Linked DNA regions of Mus musculus: region 1 is linked to region 2. A link is a contact called in public Hi-C data. All regions are on one chromosome and are shown on one strand. Each heading gives the region's core, a stretch centred on a gene start, on an enhancer-like site or on the middle of the called end of the contact. The rest is flanking DNA. Distances are from core to core; before and after follow the strand shown.

Region 1 (6,865 bases), core at 2,436-4,935, 240 kb after region 2:
TCAAGATGACATAGTACTAGAGAGGGTAGAGCTGTTTATTACATGGCTGGGAGGGAAACAAGTTGGGGTCTCTTGTGGCCCTGGTGAGTACCTCGTCAGCGCTGTCTCCCTGAGGTGTCGTCTCATCCCCAGGCTTGGGCGATCCCAGATCGAAGCTCTTCCGCCCATCCCGGACTTTCTTCTGCTTTTTGATGTTCCCGTCGGCTTTTCCGCTGTTGAGGCGGCGCACGGGGCTGGTCAGCCACTTTTTGAGGGTGTTGGTGGAGCGCTTGGGACCAGGGGAACTGTGGATGGAGTTCAGGGAGGGCTGAGACTGCAGGTGGGCCACGGACTCGGATTTGCCTCCATTCTCACTGGAGGAATGAGAGTATGAATCTGAGGAGGAAGGACAGACAGAGACATCACGTCAGAACCTGTTAAAGCAGGCTTTTGAACTGCTGAGTAAGACAGTTTCACCCTCAGGGAGCAAAAGAGACGTCAAGGCCAGCTGTGGACCCAGGCAAGAGAAAGCAGTAACAGTTGACACTGATTCGAATGTTCACATGTGAGATACCATTCCAGGTTTTATAGAAACTCACAGGAGACAAAGGCTCCTGCTTCCATGGAGGTTATATTCTGATGGAAAATATAATAATATACCATAACAACGAAATAGGTAAGGTAAGGTATCATAGATAATGAGAACAACTATATTAAAAAATAAGGTTGGACTGGGCAGTGGTGGCACATGCCTTTAATCCCAGCACTCAGGAGGCAGAGGCAGGCGGATCTCTAAGAATTGGAGGCCAGCCTGGTCTACAGAGCGAGTGTTGGGATAGCCAGGGCTATAGAGAGAAACCCTGTCTTGAAAAGAAACTAATGATGATGGTGATGGTGACAGTGGTGGTGACAGTGTCAGCGATGATGAGAAATGCAGTGGGCAGTAGAGGGTACAAATTAACAGTAATTGAGTAATTGAGGTTAGATCATGACTCAATCGATGTCTGAGCATGTTCCTAACAGCGGCGAGAGACAAGCCATGCAGCCATTTAACAAAGGCCAAGGCAGGCAAGTAGAAGATGAAAAAGTATAGCTGTCCCAAGGTAGTGTGTGGGGTATGCTGGGTGGCATCAGAGCAGTGAGCAAGGGGAACAGAGTGGGGGTCAGTGAAAGCAAAAGGGACTGGACCACCCGGACTGGGTAGCCAATAGTATGATACCTTTGTTTTTACCTACATGGAAAATTCCCAGAAGATGGATATCATCTATCATAATACTAAAATGCCATTCTTACTTGCAATTGAGGTCAGTGGCAACAGACTGCCTAGGAGACCACCATATTCCTTTCAACTGAGTGATTCTGGTGGCCACCAGAAGGGATCAGACTCTGGATATGTTTTGACAGCAGGACAAAGGATAAAGTTCCCGAGGCAGGCAGAGTATGGAAGTGTGACTCTGAGGGTAGATGGAAGGGAGGCCAGTTGCAGGCATCTTCGAGATGCTCATAGATAGATACTAGCAGACAGGCTGAGGAGCCACTAGACTTCAAGCCTGGAGCTGGAGCTGGGGGTGGGGGCGTGGGGGGGGAGTGCTGGTAAGCTGCCGGTGACTGAGGGCTACAGGGAAGAGAGGGCGCTGGATGCCGTGAATGAAAACACCAAGAGGCATGGATGTGGGGAACAGAGAAGTCTGGAGACTCAGCAAGAGGCAGGAGGATGAGAAAGCGAAGAAAATGTCAGAAAGGCAGGGAGAGATGAGAGCAGGAGCTGGCCAGGAGGCTGCACGGAGGAAAGACATGATCAGCTGTGTCGGATGCTCCTTGACAGGTCAAGAGTTCTCACCAAAGAAACCTTAAACTTAGTTACACAGCCGTCGGTCGCCGGTGACTTTGCAGAAAAGCAGCTGTGGTGTGCTGGAGGGGGCATGCTCGTTACACAGGGCGGAGAGAGGAAGGGAGGACTTCGGTTTTGTTTTAAAGGGACAATGATTGGAGATCAAGAGAGTTTGCTTTGTTCTTTCAAATAGGAGAAATCAGCATATTGTCTGTAAGTTGCATTTGTGGACTATCTCAATGCTTTAATGAGCTTACAATAGCCTAAGTATTTTACAGGACCATCTTGTTTCATTCTCTGACAACACAACTGGGCTCAAGGGGTGGAGGGTTGTCTTATTATCTTCATTTTACAGAAGAGGAAACTGCCCATTTAGAGACATCAATCAGTTTGCCCAAGGACACACAGCTCCCAGGGACAGGGTGAGATCTGTTGGTCATTCAGCCAGACTTGAGCAATTAACCATCTACTGGCCCTTCACACCTGTTCATGCCCAGTGCCCTTCACACCTGTTCATACTCAGTGCCCTTCATACCTGGTCATGCCCAGTGCTTGAGTTCCCACTGACTACAGGCAAAGCAAACCCAAGGAACCACACTATTGAAGTGGGAGAGCTAGAGAGGGCACAGCACAGGAGAAACATGGCCGACAATCCTTATTTGACACTTGAAGACTTGCTACTCTTTGAGGAGACCGGCAGTACATCTACAGAGTTGAGCCTCTAGAAAACCTGACTAAGCCAAACACAAGATTTTAAAGTCCGTTTCAGGTGTTCTAGCCCCAGCTGCTCAGTGATGATGTTTTTTGGTTCCACCCATGCTGAGAGAACTAGGGTCCTCAGACTTCTGAAAGTTGCACAGCAACACCAGCATCCTGGCACCCAAGTCAAGTGCCAAGCAAGAGTCACTAACCAGTAACAACATCACAGAGAGTGTAGTGGAGAGTGAATTCTAAAAATATAAGATCCAGGCTCCATTTTCATTGATCTCTTGTCTAGCTACGCACGCTTCCACATGCACGACAGCAGAGAGAAGCCGGGAGGGAGAGAAAAGAACAGAACAGAACAGCAAGCAGAGCAAAGGAGATAAAGATTTTCTCACAAAGCCATGTGTGATTAATTGCCAGCAGGCTGGTAAGAACAGACTCTCCTGATAAGTGAGCCCAGTTCAGAGAAGGGTCATAACTGTGTAGGAGAGACTAGCCTGGAAAAGTTTAAGGACAGAGATGTTTGGGGGAGGTCTGCTCCCAAAGAGAAGGATAACAAGACCAATCGCAGAGTCAGGGGACTGGAAGGGAAGTTATCCAGTTCAAAGTGGGTCCTTTCCAGGGAGTAAGATCAGTGGGGTAGAAACCTGGAGGAAGGGAACATTTGGGAAAATATTGGACAATAGGCTGGACTGTGAACTTTGAGATTCTGGTGGGAAATGACACAACAGAAAAGGGGTAGGTTTTTTGTTTGCTTGTTTTGTTTTATTTTTTGTTGTTTTTCAAATTAATCTGGCAGCTCTATATAACTATCTTGGGGAAAAGGGATTGGACTTAAGATCCAGATAGCTGTGCCCGGGCTAGAGAGAATGATACTGTTAGTGTTCAGAAGACAAATTAAAGGTGAGGGTGTCATGAATGCTCATTACTACCACAGTCCTGAGGTAGCTGATCTCCACCCCAGCCCTGGTTTGCAAACTGATATTTAAACCAAGTAAACGGCTGGGTACCTAGAAGGTGTTCTGGTGGCTTTTCGTACCTACTCGGAGACTGAATCACAGTTTCCTGTGTGATTCTGCCCTGGACTTGGACAAGAGATCTCCCCTAGCCTTGGAAACCCTCAGAGCAGAAAAGATAATCCTGAAATAAAATTAACAAATGTATTTGCCAAGAGAGAGCTGTCTCCAGGATCTCCCTGGGGCTGATAACCCTAAGCTCCTTGTTGGGGCTCGCTGGGCCTTGGCCCTGCTGGGGCACTTCCCCGGGGGCTGTTAGGGCCTTGTGCATACTTTGGAAAGCAACAGCAGAGTATCTGTGTTTGGAAGCACAAACACAGAGCTCCTAAAATTCCCTGGTAAGAGGAGAACCTACAAGGCTGCTCTGCTCAGGGAACATCTGGGGATTCACTGGCATGTCTTTAAGGACAAAGGTGTAATCTTATCTCAGAAAATTCCTCTCTGGCTGTGGTCTTCTGTGTTGACATTATTTCTCAAGGGTTTGGTATGGGTGATAAGCATCTGCAGTAGCTGATAGAAACAGGGCCTCCCTGAAGATAAGCAGCAGGCTCTCCAAATTCACTAGGCCCCAGGGATGCAACTGACTCCAAGTTTTCGAAACCCAGGTTTATAGCAGATGCTGTGTCAGCAAAGCAGCAGTCTTAGCCGCATTAACTGTGCCTCGGTTACCAAGCAAAGCAAGTTGATGTTCCAGGGTAAACCATGGCCTGGCTTGGACATTCCCAGATGCATGTTAGGAATGGCCATTCCTCTTTCCTGGCTACTACTGATATCTGCTTCTTATGCTTTCTGTATAAAGTGATGGCAAAAATACACGAGTGGAAAATGAGATCTCCAGAATATTCTCAATGCTGTTTCAAGTTTGCTTTAGGCAAACAGCTGGAGTCATTGAACGGTGGCTAAGCACCACCAAGTCAGAAGCAGTATAAGATTCATCATGTAGCCGGTGTCCTAGCATAAGACAGGAAAAGAGGTAGGGGGACACAGGGTCTTACCACGTAGCCTTGCCTGGCTCAGAACTTGTTCTGTAGGCCAGGCTGGCCTCAAACTCATCAAGATTTACCAGCCTCTGCCTCTTGAGCCCTGGCATTAAAGGCCTGCCTGTACTACCTGCCTGGCCTAAATCACTTAAAATGCCTAGCTGTAAAAAAAAATGTGGAATTACTTGGACAAGAAACAGCTGCCTCTTCGGGATTACTATGCCCACACCATCTCTGTAAAATGGCTACATTAGTGAAATGTGTTCCCGGTAATAGGACAGTTCCGTGACTAGTTCACGTCAACTACAATAACCCTGTCTCTCACCCCAGTCGTCGTAGTTGAGGCAGGTTACACGAATTACGGTTCCCGTGTTAGGAAATAGAGAAATGAGAGGGTTTCAGCAAACCAAGGTCAGTGGCAGAGTCAAACCCCAAATCCAGGCCAGGCTTTATAGCACACACCTTAGCCTTATTTCTCTCTATCGGTTCAGCCCGTGGATTACCGATCCTCTGTGATTATGGTATAAGGGACTATCCGGTTGCTAGTCTCTTCAACATCTTAATATAAACTTACCCATCTGTTGTATAAATGATAAAGTTTCCGTGTTGAAAACCATCTTCAAATTTACCCAATAATTGTGCAGGTTAAGCAACAGAGCCACAGTCACAAACTAGTAATGAAACTAGGACCAGACCTAGCATCCCCTCGACCACTGAGGCCGTTGGATCAACACATGCTCTTGACTCTGAGGTTAGGAATTGCCCTGAGGACCGGTTTCAAGTGTGTGGGAGCTGTGGATACCGTAAGTAGATGAGAGTCCCTTATCTGCAATTTGTTTACAGGATTAAAAATAACAGTGAATTTCCTTAGGCAAATTTTTACTATGAAATTGCCTTGTATCTTTGGTTTTTCTAAGACAGGGTTTCTCTTTGTAGCCCTGGCTGTCCTAGAAGTCACTGTATAGACCAGGCTGGCCTCGAACTCACAGAGATACACCTGCCTCTGCCTCCCTAGTGCTGGGATTAAAGGTGTGCGCCACCACCACCACACCACCACCACCACCCTGGAAAAATATTTTTAAATAAAGAAAAATACAGGGGAAAAAACAGCTATTTAATTATCAAAATGTACATATTTTGTCATATTTGCTTCATCTGTCTTTTAAGAATGAAAGGTTTCAGATATAGCTGAAGGCGGCCACTTATCTTTACAATCTCACACTCTTCTTCCATCCCAGAATTAAAGGGAGTTCTAAGGTTGGTATACCCCTTCACATCCATGCCATTTACTTTACATGCAAGTGTGGCCCTATTTTTATTTTATATAATCATGATATAGGTATCATTTTGCAACTTGCAAATTCTCCGTGGCTCAGCCCATGAAAGTCTTAACACAAGGGCCATTACCTAGCCATGACAAGAACGTCCTCTGTGTCTCCCTCCGAATAGGAGCTTCTGATGAACTCAGGATAGGGCAGGTGAGCAACCTGAGGTCAAGGTCTCAGATGGTTGACCAGTTAAGATTATGCTACCCGTGTTGTCATCGTCCCCCTGGGGCCAGGTCTCAGTCACTCTAGGTGTTTTAGTCACTGTGCAGCCTGGGGTCCAACAGCTCAGAAGTGAGTGCTGTCTGCTGCCCTGAAGATGAAATCTGGGAAAAGCCAGGACAGCCTCCTCACTGCAGGCATCCTAACAACTCCCTGTCTACAAACACCATCTTTTCCTTTATTAGCAAGCAAAACAGAAGATACTGAAAAGAACACGGGCAGAGTACGGGAGAGGTGTGTCACATCCCATACAGCTCATCTTGAAACTCAGCCTCCCTCCCGTTGATGACGCTTCTATTCACACTTTTGACTTTTCTGTTGTATCCAAAGAAAAGTTCTACCTTCATTGGCCTGCTGTGAAGGTTGCAGGTTTCTGAGAGGGGCTATCCTGAGCTAGGCATCGCAGCTAGGCTTCTGAGGAGGGCTATCCTGAGCTAGGCATCATCGCATGCTCAAGTGTCTCAGGGCTGTATCCACAGCATAAAACACTGATGTAGCCTTGTTTCTGCTCCCTTCGGTGGCAGGTGAAGGACTATACCTCCTCGACAGAAAGAGGAGAAAGTCCTTCTATCTGTGGGTTTATTGTCCCCAAGGACCCAAACAGAGTATTGGAAGAGCTAGCCTGCAAACCAGGGAACACGAGAGCAGAGGAAAATCAAGTCTGCTTCTCTCTATTTCCAAGACTCGTCTCACACCAGACACATATATGGTTGTTTCTTACACACCAAGCCAGCAATCAGGTAGGTGTCAACTCTGGCACTGTCATCCTGAAGAAGGCATTAGATTCTACAGGTTGACGGCTCAATC
Region 2 (6,850 bases), core at 280-2,779:
AGGTAGAGAGAGGCCAAGGAAGCTATGCCGGAAGGCTGAGGGAGGGAGAAGGTAGCAGGTGGCGTCTTCTCCCTTGATGATGTCCCTCCTCAGGCAGCAAATGGGTACTCTCCGGTGCTGCCATCCCCAAGACATAGATCCTGGGAAAGCCACAAAAGCAGCAGTCAGTGTGAAGCCCCTGTGACAGCACAGGCCTTCTATCTGGAACTCTGACAGAGGAGCCTGGTGTCCACTCAATGATGCTTCACTGAACCTCTGCTCCATGATGGAGGCTTAGCAGTGGCCACACACACACACACACACACACACACACACACACACACACACGATAAATATAAATACATCCATCATCTGTCTTTTTAAATGTTAATTGTGCCCTCGTGTCTGTCTGACGTCTGGTCCTCTCGAAAGGTATTTTTGTTATTATTTGTTCTTAATTGTTCATTGTGGAAGGCAATGCTTTAATAAAATATATTTGGTGGATAGTGTCCTTTCTTGTGTTGGGAGGCTCGCAGTAGTGAGTCTCACATATCCCAGGCTGGCTTCGAACATTTTACACAGCAGGAGATGACCTGAAATTTCTGTTCTTCCTACCTCTGCCTCACCAGAGCTGTCTCTGCATCGCTAGTGTGGGGTTTACAGGTGTGTGCCACCATGCCTGGTGTATGTGGTTGGTAGGGATGATACTGGGTATATCAGGGCTTCATGCATGCCAGGCAAGCACCCTCGAAAACAAGCCAGTCCTAGTTCCTAGCACAAGTCTCATTTCATGTTTAAAGATTTTTTCTTTTAATTTTAAAGTAGGTGTAGATGTTTTATTTTTTTTTTTATTTTATATGTGCAGATGTAGTTGGCTTTGAGGGTCAGAGGCATCAGACCCCCGAGAGCTGGAGTCAAGGCAGATGTGAGCTGCCTGATTCTGATTCGGATGCTGAGAGCTCAGGTGCTCAGTACATATTGCCTACTGCCGAACTGCAGGAGCAGTAAGTACTCTTCACTGCTGAGCCATCTCCCTGGCTCCCCCTTGAGTCTCATTTTAAACAGAAAATGTGACTTGACACCCTGGAGTGACCTGCCCGACATTTGCTACCTTCACCAGGGATTTTCCATCACCCAAGACAACATTTTAACATGTCGTAGACCATGTTGGCTTCTATCCCTCAAACACAACTCCATGACAAGTGTCCAGGCCGAGGGATCCCAGTCTTGGATCCAGGGATTGGCCAGGCCATCCCAGTGGAGGCTGACTTATTCTGAGCACCTATATTGGTAAACTGTGCAATTTTAGCTTGTTGAGAGTGTTTGTTTTGGCGATGGAAAGCGGATTAACGTAGATGGGACCCAGACGTTCAGATACCAGCACATTCAAGAAAAAAAAAAATTATCTGAATAGATCAGGAAACCATTCCTCCCTCTGGCGGGGTTTTCCTAACCACACCTTCTACCCTAAGCACTCTGGTGAGGTACAGCTTCCCTCCGTTCTAGCTTATTGCCACAGGCCAGCAAATTTCATGGTCAGTAGATGGCGCTGTCTCCTATAATTTGCGGGAAAGTGCGACTAGCGCTATTCTTTCATAGAGGCTTCTTTCTGACTGCTGACTTCCTTGCTTGCTTTCTTGCTTTTTTTTTTTTTTTTTTTGCTTGTTGTTTGTTTGAGAACAGGGTCTTACTTGGGAACATCACAGCCAAGTATAATCATTGACTTTATTTTTTAAGCGGGATAGGGGGCAGGGGAGAGGGGAAGATTGCGCACGCGCATGCATGTGAGCGCATGCTCCAGTACCCCAGCATGCATGTGAAGGTCAGAGCACTTGTTTGGGGACTCAGTTGTCTCTTTCCACTGTGAACTTAAGGTATTAAACTCATAATTTTCAGACTTTCCAGGCAAGTACTTCTGCCCATTGAGCCGTGTTTGGGCCCTTAGTCAGAATGAACGCAGTTGTGGGGATCAAACTCAGGCCTTCACATGCTAAACAAACACTGCACAACTGAGCTGCGGCCCCAACCCACTTTGTAGTTGTTGTGTTTTTATTCTTGTTTTTAGCCAGGGTCTTACTATATCAACTGTGGTATCCTGCCACTTTCCATGCATGTTCAGGCTGGTCTTGAACCTGTGATAGATAAGTCCTACCTCTAACTCTAGTTGTTGGGATGTCAGGCGTGTACCTAGACTACAACTAGAGTGCCTGGCTTGGCTGGATTCTGTTGAAATATTTGCATCCTTTTTACTTGGGCATTAGAGAGCCTTCAGTGTCTCCTTTATTGGTCTTCTACTATAACTGAGTGTTCTTGGTGCTACGGGTTGAAGCTGGTGCGTCAGCCATTTTCACGAAGCTCTAACTCCATTGTGGGGCTACATCCCCAGTACTGAGCAATGTCACTGTCGCATCAGTGGTACTGAGTACAACCGTGTAGATAATAAACAGTTTGTTTGTTGGGCAGTGGTAGCGCACACCTTTAATCCCAGCACTCGGGAGGCAGAGGCAGGCAGATTTCTGAGTTCAAGGCCAGCCTGGTCTACAAAGTGAGTCCCAGGACAGCCAGGGCTATACAGAGAAACCCTGTCTCAAAAAACCAAAATAAATAAATAAATAAATAAATAAATAAAAACTATTTCATTTAGTGGTAATTTAAAAAGAGACATAAAGTTATTTACATGGAAAAATCCTTCAGTTAAGAAAACAAAAGGCTCCCAGTGCGAAGTTTCTGTCTTTCATCAGTTTTTATGAGGTGAGCAAGGGCTGCTGGGGCTTTTCATCAGTTTTTATGAGGTGAGCAAGGGCTGCTGGGGCTTTTCAGTGTTGTCCAGGTTATCTGACTTGGCCTCAGCTGACAACCCTCAACACAGAAAGCAAGGTTAGAGAGGAGCCCGGGGGAGCCTGGAGCAAATATAGCGTCTCCACCTCACTGCTGGGACCTACTCTCTTCCAATCAGGGGCAGAGGCTCAGGCAAACCAGGCAAACTGTCATTCTACAGGCCTGGGAATCCTTTTTCCTGAGCTCATAGTCACAGCCCTGGCCAGTTCCAGAAAGCTCTGTTGCTTCTAGATGAAAAGCAGCCGCAACAGCCGGCCTATTAGAGGGCACTTCCCAGGATCCAGGGACACATCTTAGCGGCTCCTGTTGTGTAACCTCCTTAGCTTCTCGGGGTAGTTAGGAACTAGGCAGCATTGTCACTAATGCTAAGCGAGCAGGAAGATAACTTGAGCAAGTCAGAAAGCTACTAAAAAGCCTGGCCAAGATCTGAACCCAGGCAGTCCGACTTAAGAGTCTGCATCATGAATGTCAAAATTATCCACCTGGGTAACATATGAGACCCACCTCTGAGCTGGACAGGGTTCTGTATTTCTTGTGCCTTGGTGACAGGCGCAGTAGAGAAATTTCGGGTTGTATTCCCGGAGCTCATGAGCCTTTAGTTCCAAAGCTGAACAATTTTTCCATTACTAATGTTCAAACTTCACACAATCCTCTCCCTGGTAGTTATGCATATAAAATCATCCACAACGGGACTAGAGAGCTTCGCAGGGGCTGAGACACTGATTGCCCTTTACAGAGGACCCAGCATCTTGTCTTGGCTTGTCTATAACTCTGACTTCAGGGGATTCAATACCCTCTTTTGCTCTCCACAGGAGCCAGGCATGCGCATGATGCATATACATACATTCAGGCAAAATATTTAATCACATAAAGTAATAAAATAAAAATTTTAATTGACTATAATGTTCTTGCTTGTTACATATTATCTCAGGTCTGACTGAGGAAGGTCCACTCTGTGGGGACCTTCCAGCTCTTGGATATACTGTCCCTCCACCCACTGGCCAGTGGTGGTGTCCTGCTCCTTAATAGTGATGGAAAGATCTTTGAAACTTCTTTCCTTGAAACAGCAATGCCTCCATAAGCCCTTGCCAGGAAGGGGCTTCTCAGAGGCCATGCCTCTCCATCCCATCTGAGGTCTCTGCTATGCAAAAAGTCCTCTGTGGTATTTACATTCACAGAATGTAAAGAGCATGCTAGGGCAAAGAGCGTCCTGGAACACAAAAGCAAATCAATAGAGTCAAGGCTTAAAAAAAAGGCATCTTTGGGGTTTTTGTCATTTTTGAAACAGGGTTGAATGCACGTGCACGTATGTGTGTTGTGTGCTATGGCACACACAGCTATGGCTATGGTGTTGTGGAGGTCAGAGGACAGGGAGTCGGTTCTTTCCTGCCACCTTAGAAGATCCTGAGGTTGAACTCAGGTCGTTAGACCTGTGCATGAGGCCTCTACCAGGTAAGCCATCTCCCTGGTTCCCCACCTCCATTTCTCCTCCTCCTCCTCCTCTTCCATATCTTCAACAGATTTATTTTTAAAGGAATGGTCTAAGGGCAAAAAAGGGCTCAGAGTATGGACAAGAAATAACTACAAATGTAAATAAGCTGTTTTATGAATTCTTTTTTAACCACAGACACGTACAGAGAATGATGCCCCATACAAAACACAACGGATTCAAACAAGGTGTTCTCTTAGCAAGGCTAAAGATTCAGTCTCTGGTACTTGGAATTTAGGATGCAGTCCCCGTTTTTGGATGGATCTCTGGGTATTTGGCACAGTCCATGCTTTTAACCAGATTTGAACAGAAGAATGGCCACCTGACCCAGGTAGAAGTGGATGAAGTGTTCGGTTTCATGCAGTGCCAGGTGGGGTTGTGCTTTTTGTCAAACTCCTCCTTGGTATGGGCCGAAATATCCTTTTCGGTGTTGTACTTCTCAAATGCCTAAGTAGCACACTCCGCCGAGTCCTGTTGCATCTCTTCTAACATACCTGCATTTTTGATCACTGCCTTCCGGTCATGCATGGTTACATTTTACTATTGATCTGGGTCTTAGGACCCCGTCCTCATGGCTCCAGTTCCTCCATCCTGCCGCTGATCTCCACGTCCATTTTCTTAGTGGCATACAATCACCCTCTAAACTATTCACATTTCAATTCCATTGTGGAGCATCTGCCATTTTTCAAGGACATTTTTTTTTCCTGTTATTAACCTAAGCTTACAGAATGATTACAAGCAGACGTCTGGACAATGGACCCACCTGCATTTTTAAATAATGTGGCCTCTAGTTCTTTTTGAGACACAGCTCTACTAAAGCTTCCATGCTGTGATTCGGAGTCTCACCTTCTGCTTCTGTCCAGGAGGGGAAAGCACAGAGGATCTTGAGAGAGAAGCTCTTAGCTGTCTGGTCAGGCCTGGCAGTGCCTTGGAAGGCTTAGTCCTGAGGTGGGAGCCCCTCCTCTCCCTTAGCTTACTGCCCGTGGCCAAGTGTTGAAAGGCATTGTGTTCTCTCAAAATAAAGATTCAATTGTGGTTTAGGAATGAATGCCTCAAGAACTGCTGTAATGGGAGGGCCATCAATCCCAAAAGGCCTGGCTTGCCCTGAGTCACATGACTTAGAAGCTTCACTAGTGGTCAAAGACAAAGCCCTAGGGAATCCTTTGCTAATATAAAATTTTATTTATTAGCCGGGCATGGTGGCGCACGCCTTTAATCCCAGCACTCGGGAGGCAGAGGCAGGCGGATTTCTGAGTTCGAGGCCAGCCTGGTCTACAAAGTGAGCTCCAGGACAGCCAGGGCTATACAGAGAAACCCTGTCTCGAAAAACCAAAAAAAAAAAAAAAAAAAAAAAAAAAATTTATTTATTTATTTATTTATTTATTTATTTATTTATTTATTTATTTATGTGTGCATGGCTGCAGGTGTGGGATCCCCTGCAGCTAGTGTTACAGGTGGTTAGGAGCTCTTCATCAACAGGGCCAGAATGCAACCACAGTCTTCTCTAAGAGCAGCAAGCACTAATTCACTGGGCCATCTGTCTCTCCAGCTCCAAAGGGACTCCAGTTATGTGGACGTTGTCACAGTCTCACAAAAGATCAGAAATCCCATTCAAAGGGGAGGCCGCTATGAGACAGTAAGATTGGGGTCTTGGACTGAGGGGACCTTGACACTGCTATTTATCCTCAGGTCTCTGAGCCCCAGGGTCTAATGAATAAATGTTTGAACTTGTTGAGTTGTATGAGTTCACACAGTAAAGGCTTGAGGGGGCCCGATCCTTTGAGGTTCTCTGAGAGTGGTGGAAGGTCAGTCTACTGATTCAGCTACTTACTCAAGACGGCCATGAGACTAAGGATACTGGTATACCTACAGGGAGAGGAGCTTACTTGGCATGCCTGAGGCTCTGGGCTCAAACCCTCCTAATACCCACAGACACATGACATCAGCTTTCTCCCTTTCTCTGTATATTTGTTTCCATTTATTTTACCTTTTTTATTGAAGTAACTGGAAAATAGTCTGCACCCTTCAGGCACTGTGAGAAAAAAATCTAGAGAAATAAAAATTATGACTATTTTGACTGCTTTGTTGGATTGGACAAGGGAGATTGGATAAAAACTCCAGCTGAGATTTCCTCTAGGTTAAAGGCCTGTTGACAATTAAATAACAAAAGGGGGGCTGGAGAGATGGCTCAGCGGGTTAAGACCACTGACTGCTTTTCCAGAGGGTCAATTCCCAGCAACCATACGGTGGGTCACAACCATCTGTAATGGGATCTGATGCCCTCTTCTGATGTGTCTGAAGACAGTGACAGTGGAGTCACATACATAAATTAAATAAATAAAATAAATATTTTCTTTCTTCTTAAAAATATTTATTTATTTATTTCTTGTATATGAGTGCACTGTAGCTATACAGATGGTTGTGGGCCTTCATGTGGTTGTTGGGAATTAAATTTTAGGACTTCTGCTTGCTGGCCAACCCCACGCGCTCTGGTCAGCCCCCACTCACTCCGGCCCAAAGATGTATTTATTATTATAGATAAGT

Evidence for each region. A called contact is a pair of places that touch in the nucleus more often than the background predicts.
Region 1: a contact with region 2 is called in a Hi-C map of the G1E-ER4 cell line, with 2.9 times the contacts expected there. The contact joins two enhancer-like sites. A contact is called at or near these places in 2 of 484 Hi-C or Micro-C datasets (the G1E-ER4 cell line and embryonic fibroblasts), 4 of 115 datasets of contacts at active chromatin or transcription factors (differentiating embryonic stem cells, embryonic stem cells, extraembryonic endoderm stem cells and 1 more) and 1 of 9 other capture datasets (embryonic stem cells).

What each region holds. Positions count from the first base shown.
Region 1 is chr16:34,054,741-34,061,605 of GRCm38.p6, forward strand. Kalrn (kalirin, RhoGEF kinase) reads right to left here. Exons shown (of 60, transcript NM_177357.3): 35 at 92-375. Among named protein-coding and RNA genes, the nearest start is that of Gm41448, 62 kb to the right of the region's middle. Within about 2 kb of position 3,686, at least 17 of the 459 cell types and tissues checked have an H3K27ac peak or open chromatin away from gene starts, as enhancers often do. A contact at or near this core is called in the G1E-ER4 cell line, where this site is marked.
Region 2 is chr16:33,819,447-33,826,296 of GRCm38.p6, forward strand. Muc13 (mucin 13, epithelial transmembrane) reads left to right here. Exons shown (of 12, transcript NM_001382834.1): 12 at 1-483. It also overlaps the pseudogene Gm34967. Among named protein-coding and RNA genes, the nearest start is that of Itgb5, 6.8 kb to the right of the region's middle. Within about 2 kb of position 1,530, at least 6 of the 459 cell types and tissues checked have an H3K27ac peak or open chromatin away from gene starts, as enhancers often do. A contact at or near this core is called in the G1E-ER4 cell line, where this site is marked.